Regions from separate parts of the Mus musculus genome. Here region 1 is linked to region 2. A link is a contact called in public Micro-C data. All regions are on one chromosome and are shown on one strand. Each heading gives the region's core, a stretch centred on a gene start, on an enhancer-like site or on the middle of the called end of the contact. The rest is flanking DNA. Distances are from core to core; before and after follow the strand shown.

Region 1 (6,108 bases), core at 448-2,947, 150 kb after region 2:
TAGCCCGCCACAGGAAGGTCTTAAAGGTATGAGCTGTCTCAGCTCCTGGGGACCCAGTAGCCTCAGTATTTACTTTTGTACTTAGAATGCACATATCCGGGGCTGGTGAGATGGCTCAGTGGGTAAGAGCACCCGACTGCTCTCCCGAAGGTCAGGAGTTCAAATCCCAGCAACCACATGGTGGCTCACAACCATCCGTAACGAGATCTGACGCCCTCTTCTGGAATGTCTGAAGACAGCTACAGTGTACTTACATATAATAAATAAATAAATCTTTAAAAAAAAAAAAAAAAAAAAAAGAACCAAATCTAGCTTTAAAAAAAAAAAAAAAAAGAATGCACATATCCCTAAGTCCACCCAGGAATTGTAGTGGAGATTTGAGGAGATTCTTAGACCATTGCTCTCTGTTCTTGGGGTACAGTAATATTGTGTAGCTGCAAGTGTTTTAAGGTTGAATAGAACTGTGTGGGTTACGGAATACACTGAGTAAGTGCAGGAAGGCTTGCCTCTTGCTCATCTCGGTTTTTCACATTGTGGACCAATGATCTCCAGTGAAAAATAACTCCTTCAAGAAAGTCAAGAGTACATACACATGTTCACAGCTTCTACTGATAAGCCTCAGACTCGGCATTCACCTTTTTGGAGGATGGATTTTTTTTTTTTTTTGAGACAGGGTTTCTCTGTGTAGCCCTGGCTGTCCTGGAACTCACTCTGTAGACCAGGCTGGCCTTGAACTCAGAAATCCGCCTGCCTCTTCCTCCCAAGTGCTGGGATTAAAGGCGTGTGCCACTGCCCGACTGGAGGATGGATTCTGTAGTTTCCTGGGTACTTGCTGAACATGCTGTATGATGCCATAGCAACATCACCTTCATCGTGAGAACCTGGGTCCTGGACTAGTAACACCCAGCAATAACTAGGGTGGGTATGGATAGTTCCTGGATGAGGAAATAGATTGAAATGTGGTTTTAAAAAGCCAGATGATGGTGAAGCATGCCTTAATCCCACTCACTTAGTCCCAGAGGTAGAGCCAGGTGATCTCTGAGTTTGAGACCAGCCTAGTCTAGTTCAGGACAGCCAGGGCTACACAGAGAAACCCTGTCTCAAAACAAAACAAAACTCAAAAGTTTTCATAAAAGGTCCCCCCCCCCCCCACACACACACCTTGGGCCTTTAGATTGCTAAGAACTATAGAACATGTGTGATTAGAAGCATGGATTTGGGTTGGTGAGGTGTGGATGAAAATCCAGTTTTGCCCCTAGCTACTTACCTTCAGCCCTTCCTGGATCCTGTTACATGGTGAAGATGTCAATAGACACTTGGATACCCTCTGATGTGGGCATCTCAAATTTTCCTTGGTCTCTTGGATTCTGTTCCAGTTTCCAGCCTCCAATTCTAAAACACTCTTCTCTCCAATTTCATAGTTTCAACTTTGTGTATTAGAAGCAGCCTTTCTCAAGCTGTACCCCAGAAAAACTAGGTATTGTTTTCTTCTTAAAGATACTCAAAGCTCTGTAAGTAAAGAACCACCACTCGGGAGCTGCTGACAGTTCTGCAGAAGGGGTGTTGGGCTGGCCCCTTGCTAGGTTCTTTGTAGGTGACCATTGGCACTAGGCTCATCAGGCCCTAGGCTTGGAGGAAGCCACTGTGATCATTGCATTTCTCTGGGGCAGGCTTAATCACTGGGCTGGTCAGGAGGAAGTTGGCATTGCCACTGTCAGAGGCTGTGGTATGACTCACCCGATATGACCTGGCAGTGCTGTGTCTCCTGTGGTTTAAAACATTCCTGGATTCACTTCCTGTGATTGATTACAAGCATATAGAGACCAAAGGTTTGGGGCAGAACAGCATCTACTTCCCTGATCACTGAAGTCTTTGGCTTAAAGTCCTGGACTCTTAACTAAACCTGAGAATTGGCTGCCCTCGGGCCTAGGTCTCTGCTGACCATCCTGCCCCTGGAGTCCTTCCTTCAGGCGCTCTGCCCTAACCACAGGCAAGCTGTAGGTTACCCCCAGAGTGTTGCAGTGGAATTTTCCTGGCAGATGGTGACATGGGAAGGAGAGTTAAATCCAGAGAACCTGGAGCTAGGGCTTCAGGTCTGTGCATGCTCAGCCTGGCGCTCTTGTGGGTATGCTCTGTCTACTGAGCATTGCTCCCTTGCTTTTCTCGGCATAAAGGTGAATTAAATAAAAGGAAGTTCTGAGTCCTGACATTTGTTTTAATGTTTTTTAAATGACACTATACTTGGGGGTTTGTATGTACAGGTACAGGTGAGTTTCTGCTCTGCAGTTCATCTAGGGCAGGTCTTCTGGAGCCACACCTGCTATGAGGGAAACGGAATTAAGGTCAAGTCTGATGGATCCAGCAGAGAAGACTTGGTTCTAAACTGCACCAGCCATTGCAGTAAACTCACCAGGTCCTAGATACAGAAGCACAGTTGCAGCTCATTACTTTTTTGTTTGGTTTTTGGTTTTGCGAGACAGGGTTTCTCTGTGTAGCCCTGGCTGTCCTGGAACTCACTCTGTAGACCAGGCTGGCCTCGAACTCAGAAAACTGCCTGCCTCTGCCCCCCAAGTGCTGGGATTCCAGACGTGCGCCACCACTGCCCAGCCAACCAGCTCATCACTTTTGAAATCCTGTTATAGGCTGGATGCCCTACCTTTAAAGATCATTCACAAACATCTGTTCTTGCAAGCCAGTAACCAAAAGTACCATTTCAGGTGTGAAGGACGATGTAGAAAGTGCTCCTGCCTGATAGCATATCAGAGGGTCCTAGTGGATCCTTTGAGATGACTGTGGCACATTTCTCCAAGAGAGTTGAGGTGGACCATGTACCCAGATGAGAAGACTGGCTTGTTTATAGGTGTGTGTGGGAAGCATAATGAGACTATCACCATGAACAGGTTGCCTGTGTTTCTAGCACTCCCTCCACCTTCAGTACAGTGCTAGCTAGTGCCTGCTGGATCTAAACCCCCTTTTAAACCTATTCCTGAAGCTTCTACCTTCATTTGGGTTTCTAGAACCTTTGGAATGCCAGGAAACCCACGTTTCTGGGTATTTAATAACATGCTTGCATGGGGTACTGAGGGGACCAGTATCTGGAAGGAAAGGCTCCTTAACGAGGAAGATGCAGATTATTTCTACCACCCCCACACCCTCAGCTGGCCCTTCTGAGGCATGGCCGGAGTTACCACTTTCTGAGCCACTTGAGCCTTCCTTCTCTTACTCCAGTTGCATGTTCTAGTGCAAAATTCTAATTCCTGACTTTTGCATTTTGTTTTGTGACTTCCTTACTGGTTTACTGTTTTAATGTGTCTGCATAAACCTGGGTGGCTTTGTCTCATGTAGTAAATACCTTCTTATCTTATTGATGAGAACAGTGAGGCACTGAAGGGTTAAGGGAATGGCTGAATCACCAGAACCAGGATCTATCCAATTTCTGGTCTGTCGAGAAAGCACTTGTAGATGGCTCCTGTTTATCTTACGTTTGGGTTCAAATCAAGGAAGCACAGGGGTGTGTGGGGTGCGTCAGTGCCTCACCTCTAAGTGCCCAGGGCCAGACTGCAAACATTTACATGACCCTGGAAAGCTTGGGTGTGGCACCCCTGAGTGATTCCAAGATCTTCTGGAAGCTACATGTCACCCAGGAAGGTAAACAGATTCTGCACTGTTTCTTACCTTGGAGCCAGGCCTCCACAAAAGCTCCATTTTCAAAAGGTCGGCCTGAATCCCCCTACAGCCAGGAACCCTACATTCTTCCGTGACTCACTTCCTATTTGGGTGGAAGCTTGTGGAGACAAAAATATTTCTAAGCTGCTTCCAGAGAAACAGGGCTCCGCCCCTCCCCCCCCCCCCCCCCCCCAGGGCCTTAAAGCAATAGGCCCTCCAGACATGCTGTCGCAGAGCTAATGAATTTTGGAGCAAGGCATGGTTTGAATCCAGTGGACCTGCTGCTATAACCCAGGGTCCAGGTGCTTCCTACCCCCTTGGTTCTCTGAAACTACACCTCCAGCACCCAAGGGACTCCCCAGAATCATTCATAGAAGGATCAGCACCGGTCTCACCTTGGCCTCCTTTGCATTTTGTCTCAAACTGGGTCTCAGTACTCTGACCCGCAGCCCATGTCATCTTAAGGTTTATCAAGTACTAAGCCAAGGCTGTGGATATATGAGGTGTGAGCAGGTTAAATGGTAGAAATAGGTGACTCCTTAAGGGCATGGTTTCAAAGCGGTCACCTCTTTAAGGACAGTCACGTGATTTGCCCTGTACCTGCCTCTGTGATTTGACCAGACTGAAGCACACTTGCACACTCAGCATTTTGATACTCCTACACTGGTCAGACTGGCCTTAGACTACAGGGATGTGCCTCCATTCCTTGCTTGTGTGTTCAGAGCACCTTGACTCAACGAAACCCACTGGGAGGTTCTGTTTTGGAAACCTGAAGAGTGGATTGGTGCTGTACCCTCCCCATCCTGGATTTGAGCTGGTGGTTCACCCAGGACCAGTGTGTGATGGTCACCCAGTGACCATCTTAGGGTCAGGTCCTGCTTCAGCCCTCTAACTTCTCATTCATTCCTAGATGAGGGATACAGCCATTCACCAGGGCTCTATCCAAAGTCCTTCCAGAGGTTCCAACTGTGGTTACAAACCTGTTAACCACTGGCCAGAGGCAAAAAACTCATGGCCAGTCCTGCAGAAACAGAGGTCAGCAGTCTTGAGGTACAGTGAGTTCCAGTTGTCACACCATTCTGATAAACGTTACCGAACCCTCCTGGGTGCTTTGAACACATGTACCATCTGGTAACCCTGGAAGCAGGAATGTGCACTTTCTCACAAAGGTAAGTGGCTTACTTCTCAAACTTGGACCCTTCGGAGCTTGAGATTCCATGGGAGAGTAACATTTGGGGTTATTTGATATCCTTGATATTGTGTGTCATGTTTTTAAGAATTATTTATTTCATGTATATGAGTACACTATCACTATCTTTAGACACACCAGAAGAGGGTATCAGATCCTGATTATAGATGTTTGTGAGCCACCATGTGTGTGCTTGGGAATTGAACTCAGAACCTTTGGAAGAGCAGTCATTGCTTTTAACCACTATGCCATCTCTCCAGCCACCCCTCCCCTTTAAATATTTATTTACTTTATGTACATGATTACACTGTAGTTGTCTTCAGACACACCAGAAGAGGGCATCAGATCACATTGCAGGTGGTTGTGAGCCATCGTGTGGTTGCTGGGACTTGAACTCAGGACCTTTGGAAGAACAGTCAGTGCTCTTAACCACTGAGCCATCTCTCCAGCCCTCCCATTAAGTTTTTAATCAACATCCTCCCACCAGACTTGATACCTTCACATCTCATGTTGATCTTCAGGCAGACTGCTGGTACACAAAGAACAGAAATAAATATCCAGCCATACTGCTTGCATGCACTCTTAAGTGAATGCTCAAAGCAGATGGTAGGAATTGATTTTCTGAATTAAGCTTAGTGTCTCTGTGTGTATATGTATGTGTGTGTGTGTATGTATCCCCCTACATCAGCTATGATCTAGAGATAGGGACATGGCTTAGTGGATAAACTATTGCTAGCCAGATGTGAGAACTTGAGTTCAAATCCCCAGACTCCAGGGATATTACAGGGATGTGCTTCTGTAATCCTTGTGTTCGTACAGGGCAAAAGGGAGAGGTCTTAGTTACCGTTTTTTTTTTTTTGCTGTGAGGAAACACCATGACCAAGGAGACATAAAATAAAACATTTAATTGGGGGACATTGCTTACACTGTCAGAGGGTTAGTCTATGATCATCATGTCAGAAAGTATGGTGGTAGGCAGGCTGGGGGATGAGAGCTAACATCCTGATCTGCTGGCAGACAGGTAAAAGGAGAGGGAGAGGAAGGGATGAAGGTATGGAGGTATGGTGGGGGTGGGGTGTGGAGAGAGACATAGGCACACTCTGGGCCTGTTATGTGCTTTGTATGTGCTTTTGAAACCTCAAAGCCACACCTCAATGACACACTTCCTCCAGTAAGGCCGTACTTTTTAAACCTTCCAAAACAGTTCCACTAACTGTTGAAAAACGTATGAAATCACCTATGGGGGCTATTGT
Region 2 (5,572 bases), core at 2,548-5,047:
TCTTTGTTATGCTGAATGGCTACTTAAAATGGTAGTCTAAGCTGTGTCCCAGATATTTTCAACCCATGTGACCACCCAGCAGAGAGAAATCTACTGCTAAACAGAAAACTACTACTTCTTCCCAGCAAACTTCTGATCCGGCTACATATCTAGCATGCTGACAAAGGAACACTGACAACACCAGAGAGGACGAGTGACTGCAGTCCCAGGGCCTGGCCAAGAGCCCAGAGTTGAGCCTCACACCTACAAAGGGACCTACCTGTCAGTAGTCCCCAGTACATTTCCTGTGACAGGTTTTCATACCTGTGCAGTCTTCAAAATAAAAGCAAACAGCCACACACATGAAGGCCCTGGTTTCTTTATAGATAACACTGTGACTGGAAAACCAGTGCTGGCTGGTAGAAAACCCACTGGTAAGGGTATAAAGTAGGTAACTATGATGTTGAGTATAGGGGCAAACTCAAGACGGTTAGCATCTCTTAGGCATATTCTCGTGTGTCACAGAACAGTACAGGAGAACCTAACTGGACAAAAACTTACGCAACTCCATGGGGAGCATCTGCCTGTACAAAAACTTCAAAGGTGACTTTGTCATCATCGATGAATCCTTTCTCAGGATCAGTCACTTCCTGTAAAATAAAAATATCAACTCGCATAAGAATACACAAGATCAACCTTACTCAAAAGAAGCAACTGTCTTTGTACTCTGCACTCAGTAAAGTACTACTTCAAAATGTAATGGGGCGCTCCTTTAACATTTTTGCACAGCTTTGCCCTTTTTTGTTTTAAGAGCTTTGCAAAGGTCAAGGTGCCTAGGGTTTACCGTTACAGCCTGAGTGAGCTGGTGAGAGTCTGAAGTACTCTGACTAGAGAGCAACATGCCAAGACCCACCACTAGCCACTTCTACAGAAAGGGGCCCCAAGAAAGATCACCCCTACCAGGAAGGATTTCCACCATGTGACTAAAACATGCTTCAGTGGGCAGGAGAAACAGCTCTGCCAACAGGTTTGCTGCTGTCATGGGAATCAGAATTTGGTCCTAGCACCCACACCTCACAAATGCCATGGCTCTAACCCCAAAGAATCTGACAAGCAGTCCTGGCCCATGTGGCACTCTCATACATATACAAACAAGTTTGTGAAAGATGTTCTAAAACTTCATACTCGTTGCCAGGTGGTAGTGGCCCACAACTCTATTTCCAGCACTTGAGCACTCAGGATGCGGAGGCAGAGGCCAGCCTGGTCTACTTATTTCCAGCACTTGAGCACTAAGGATGTGGAGGCAGAGGCCAGCCTGGTCTACTTAGTGAGTTCCAATATTAACCAGGGCCACAGAGAAACCCGGTCAGGAAGGGCAGAGCCATGCCTGAGGAGCCAGTGAGATGACACAGACAGCAGGTACTTTGTCATCTAAGCCTAAATCCATGATTTGAGCTGAATCCACAGAACCCACACAAATGGACCACACCTTAGTTCATGTATGCCCACACTCAGTTATTTGCATATAATAAAGCTTGCACACCATGTACACACAGCATAGTAAGTAAAAATTTAAAGGCTGCAACGGGAATCTTTATATATACTGAACATATAATGCCAGAAAGCCACACCAACTTCCAGGTGTCTACCTGCTCAACTCACAAAGCAAGGTTTTTGAAGACTAAAAAGAACAAGACCACCAATACCAGTTGAGATATTGAGTCTAAACACTGTCACTTACACTCCAGGCCATGAAATTAGAGAATCCCCAGTCGTTTTCCTTGTGGAAGAACAAGTGGCTGATTCGCCGGCTGAATGATTTGTCATCATCCCTGTAATTTATTATCTTCAGCACTGCTTGTGCGTGGCAGGACCACGACCTATTGCAGAAGGAAACAAAACCCACCAAACCTTAACTGGCATATTTAACCGAGACCCACACATTTTTAAAACACCAGAACCAGCACATGAAAATCTACCCTGGCTAGGATAGAAGGATTTGAAGTCACAACTGCAGTAGCTCACAGTTCTAGTTTATTATTTGAGGACAGGATCTCGCCATGTAACTCTAGCTGGACTAGAACTCAGATCTACCTGCCTCTCTGCCTTCTGAGAGCTAAGATTATGGTGCATACCATGACCTGGCTTGGGTTTTGTTCCTGCCTGAAAGCCACACCAACCTTAGGTGTGGCACATCAGCCTTAGGTTTTATGCACTGTGGCTAGGTGAGGGGTGGTTGCATGTCATGTACAGAGAAATCCCTGTGACAGCAGATACAATAATAAAACAGTGGATGAGCAAGAAATGGTAGCACACACAGTCTCTACCACTGAGGAAGTTGAGGCAAGGGGATTACTGTGAATTCAAGGCTATCCTAGTATCAAAGCAAGACCCTTCCCTTCCCCCTTCAATCCATAAATGAGGAAGGATGCACCTCTGGGTTCTAACAATGCAGTGTTTCCAGCAGAGCTTGCACCTGTGCCGACAGGCTGGCTCCCAGGACACCTGCCCTATGTATCAGGAGATCAGGCACAGAAGATGTCCTGCCAGTAAGAACACCAGAGGGCAGGTCCATGACTTCCATCTATGCAGTCCAGTCTGGGCCAATCAATTTACTACCAGAGACAAGAAGAACCTTAATCTATATGTGGTCCTTCACTACAGATAAAGTTGATTTCACACCTTTCTGGAGGGGAAGAAACAATGCTGAGGCTTTAAGCCCATCCCGTGGGCTTGTACTGGGCAACTGTTTACCGCTGCACCACTCGCAAGCTTAGGTTGGCACTTCTCAAACATTAAAAGAGACGGAAATAAATTGTGTTCTTCCTGGGAGTATTTACAGAACAACCAAAGCTGCTATCTCCTGGTGAACACTTTCCTCTGGGTTCCCAAACACCAGAATCAGGGAGTGTCATGGGGCCTAAGCACAATGTTAGGCTCCTTGGTACAGCCCACACACACCCTCTCCCAACTGTCACACTAAGAGGAGTTTACTACTGACAGTGAGGATGTGTACTGAAAGGAGAACCACACACTTCTGAGATTAAACCAAAGGGGTAAAGTTCGAAAGACTCATATACCATGAAACCTCTTTCGTGTAATTGGAAGGACCTCCAAAATGTCTTTGTTTCCCAGTTACTGAGACAGGGTCTCATTTAATCCAGGCTGGCCTTGAACTGAACCTCCTGCCTCCATTTCCCAAATACTGGTATTAAGACACTTTAAAAAATAAAACTCCTTTTGAAAAGCATGACCAAAACTTTCCCCCATAACTAGGCCAAATCCGAGTTTTAAACACCTCACTAACATCTGTGAGGTGTGCTTTCCAGCTAGCCCATAGGCACGAGCCTTCAGAGGACAGAGGGCTAGCTGTGTAAGCTTCTGACAGTCACACTTAAGGCACCTGCTTCTGGGGACAAGGGGACAGTTCATCGACTGGCAGAGTCCAAATGGACCCAGTCCAGGCTGATAGGCACTTCCATACTAAGGTTACTTTTTTATTACACTCTTTATAATCAGGGCTGGGGCTGTAACTCAGTAGTAGAATGCTTCTGTAGTGAGTCCCTGGGTTCCATCCCCAGAGCCAAAACAAAAGGGACTGTTCCAGAGTGACAAAGAAACTAAAACTGGGCAAGACTGCCGGAGCTTGGCCTCCAGAAACGTGTGCATTTGTAGTCGCATCAGTTAAACTCTTACGTGGAGTCAGATTCAGCATTGCACTGGAGAAAGAATCCTACGCTTTTTTGGTGTGGTCTGTCTGGATAAAAGCGTGGCATCACCATAATCTTCCATGGCAGATTTCGCACAAAACACGGAGGGCTAAGGACCGACTCACTCAGTCTGCTGAAGCGCTCGACAGTGAACTGAAAGGTTGCCTCGGAGCGCCAACTGGTGTCTGCAAGAAAACATGCCATCAATCACAGAGCCAGGCCATTAACCAAAAGCATATCAACACTGGAGTAACTGCTCTACAAGATCTCCATCCAGTCCAACTGCTGATGCCTCAGGGAAATGAGAGTGGCTTTTCCAGCTTATGAAAAGGCACTAATTAAGACAGTTTCTACACAGCTGGATGCTAGCAGAGGGTCCACTCACCCACCCTGCCTTCCCTCAGAGAACCAAGGGTTTAGGGGATGAACATTTACTTCAGTTTTCACCCCCCACACCTGGAAATCAACTGAGGGGACAGACTTGGGAGTGAAGAAAAAGAAGGACTTATACTTTTGTATGTACGTGGGACTGAGGAGGGAAGAGGCCATCCGTTGTGCTAGGAGCACAGTAGAGCACAGGGCTGACAGGCCTTCAAGCTTAAAACTTCTGTGAAATAAACTGGATTCCTTATGGTAGCAATTTGTTTACAGAGAAATTAAAGTTCTTTCCAATATGGATATTAGCACAAGAATGAATGTTTCTGCCCCTCCACTGCCTCTGCTCAGAGGTTTAGTGTCTCAATCAAAAATATCTCATCTAAAAGAGGGTACCATTCACCCATCACTGGCAAGTGGCCACAGGCCAGTGAGCTGATACAGTCTCAGGAATGCCTTACTGTTTGCTTCTCAAGCCATAGCGAGTGAGCCGTCGTCCACAGCCACTCTGCCACAGTTGCTACTGCACCAGTAAAACATGACAAAATGCACAGGAAACCAAGGGGCCGCAGAAGGGTCTGAAGGAATCACTTTCTATGCTTATCTTGCAACCAAGAGAAAACTGCTCCCTGACTGGTAGGCCCTGACTGAGGGCCACCTCCCCCATATAGAATCAGGTACTGACTTCCCTGGCTACTGGGTCCCAGAACGTAATCAGGACTATGCATAACTAGACTTATGAAGAGCATGTTAATTTAGAGACACCCTGCCCCCTCCTTACATTCCCAGAGTGCTGAAGGCCATCAAAATAGAGCCCCACAAGCCTTCTATCTCCAAATCTCCAAACTGCACATGACATGGGTTTGTGGAATCACCTGTTCTAGATATACTAGAGTTGCTAGAAGTTTGCAACTACCTGGGTCTGTTCTTAAGAAAACATGTCCATCAGTCCTCACAAGAGGGTATTCTTTACCGAAGTCTGTCAATGTTCCCTCACCCCGTTTTTGTAACCAAGCACATCCCGGCTCCCTCAGTCAGGGCAGGAACACAATGGAAGAGCAGCTCCAGGAAGCTGTGCCAGGTGCTGATGACTGACCTAAGTCTACTGGGTTGGACATCCCTGCACCTGCCTGAAGGGGGAAGAATTCTGCCTATGAATTTGCCTAAAAGGACTTAGCAGAAAAGGTTAGCAACGTGGTTTAATGGACATACAAATTGCACCTGAGCAGCATTAATTTCCACTTTACAGAAAAGGAAACTGAGGCATACTGACATGATGCACGTCATCTGTGGAGACGCCAAGGACAGGGGCAGTGCACACTACAATAAAGCTAGCCTGTCCCTGTAACTCAGACTTGTAAGAAGATTACATTTATACCCACAAAAATTGGAGCAGACTATAATTTTTTTTTCTTCCATGCCATACATTAGTCAAATCGACAAACTATTTTTTAAATGTTAAGGGAAAAAAAAATGAGTGGTGACACCGATCTTAATGTGCAAATCTT

What was found. Hi-C and Micro-C count contacts between places; a contact is called where the count stands out from the background.
Region 1: a Micro-C map of muscle stem cells shows a contact between it and region 2, with 3 times the contacts expected there. The contact joins two enhancer-like sites. A contact is called at or near these places in 16 of 484 Hi-C or Micro-C datasets (the G1E-ER4 cell line, the STO cell line, bone marrow-derived DN3 thymocytes and 9 more), 7 of 115 datasets of contacts at active chromatin or transcription factors (the NIH/3T3 cell line, acute myeloid leukemia, embryonic fibroblasts and 3 more) and 4 of 9 other capture datasets (adipose tissue, embryonic stem cells, liver and 1 more).

What each region holds. Positions count from the first base shown.
Region 1 is chr16:8,860,739-8,866,846 of GRCm38.p6, forward strand. No RefSeq gene overlaps it. Among named protein-coding and RNA genes, the nearest start is that of Gm30310, 18 kb to the right of the region's middle. Within about 2 kb of position 1,698, at least 157 of the 459 cell types and tissues checked have an H3K27ac peak or open chromatin away from gene starts, as enhancers often do. A contact at or near this core is called in muscle stem cells, where this site is marked.
Region 2 is chr16:8,708,319-8,713,890 of GRCm38.p6, forward strand. It overlaps Usp7 (ubiquitin specific peptidase 7), which reads right to left. Exons shown (of 31, transcript NM_001003918.2): 3 at 3,676-3,874; 4 at 1,721-1,859; 5 at 541-629. Among named protein-coding and RNA genes, the nearest start is that of Usp7, 27 kb to the right of the region's middle. Within about 2 kb of position 3,798, at least 4 of the 459 cell types and tissues checked have an H3K27ac peak or open chromatin away from gene starts, as enhancers often do. A contact at or near this core is called in muscle stem cells, where this site is marked.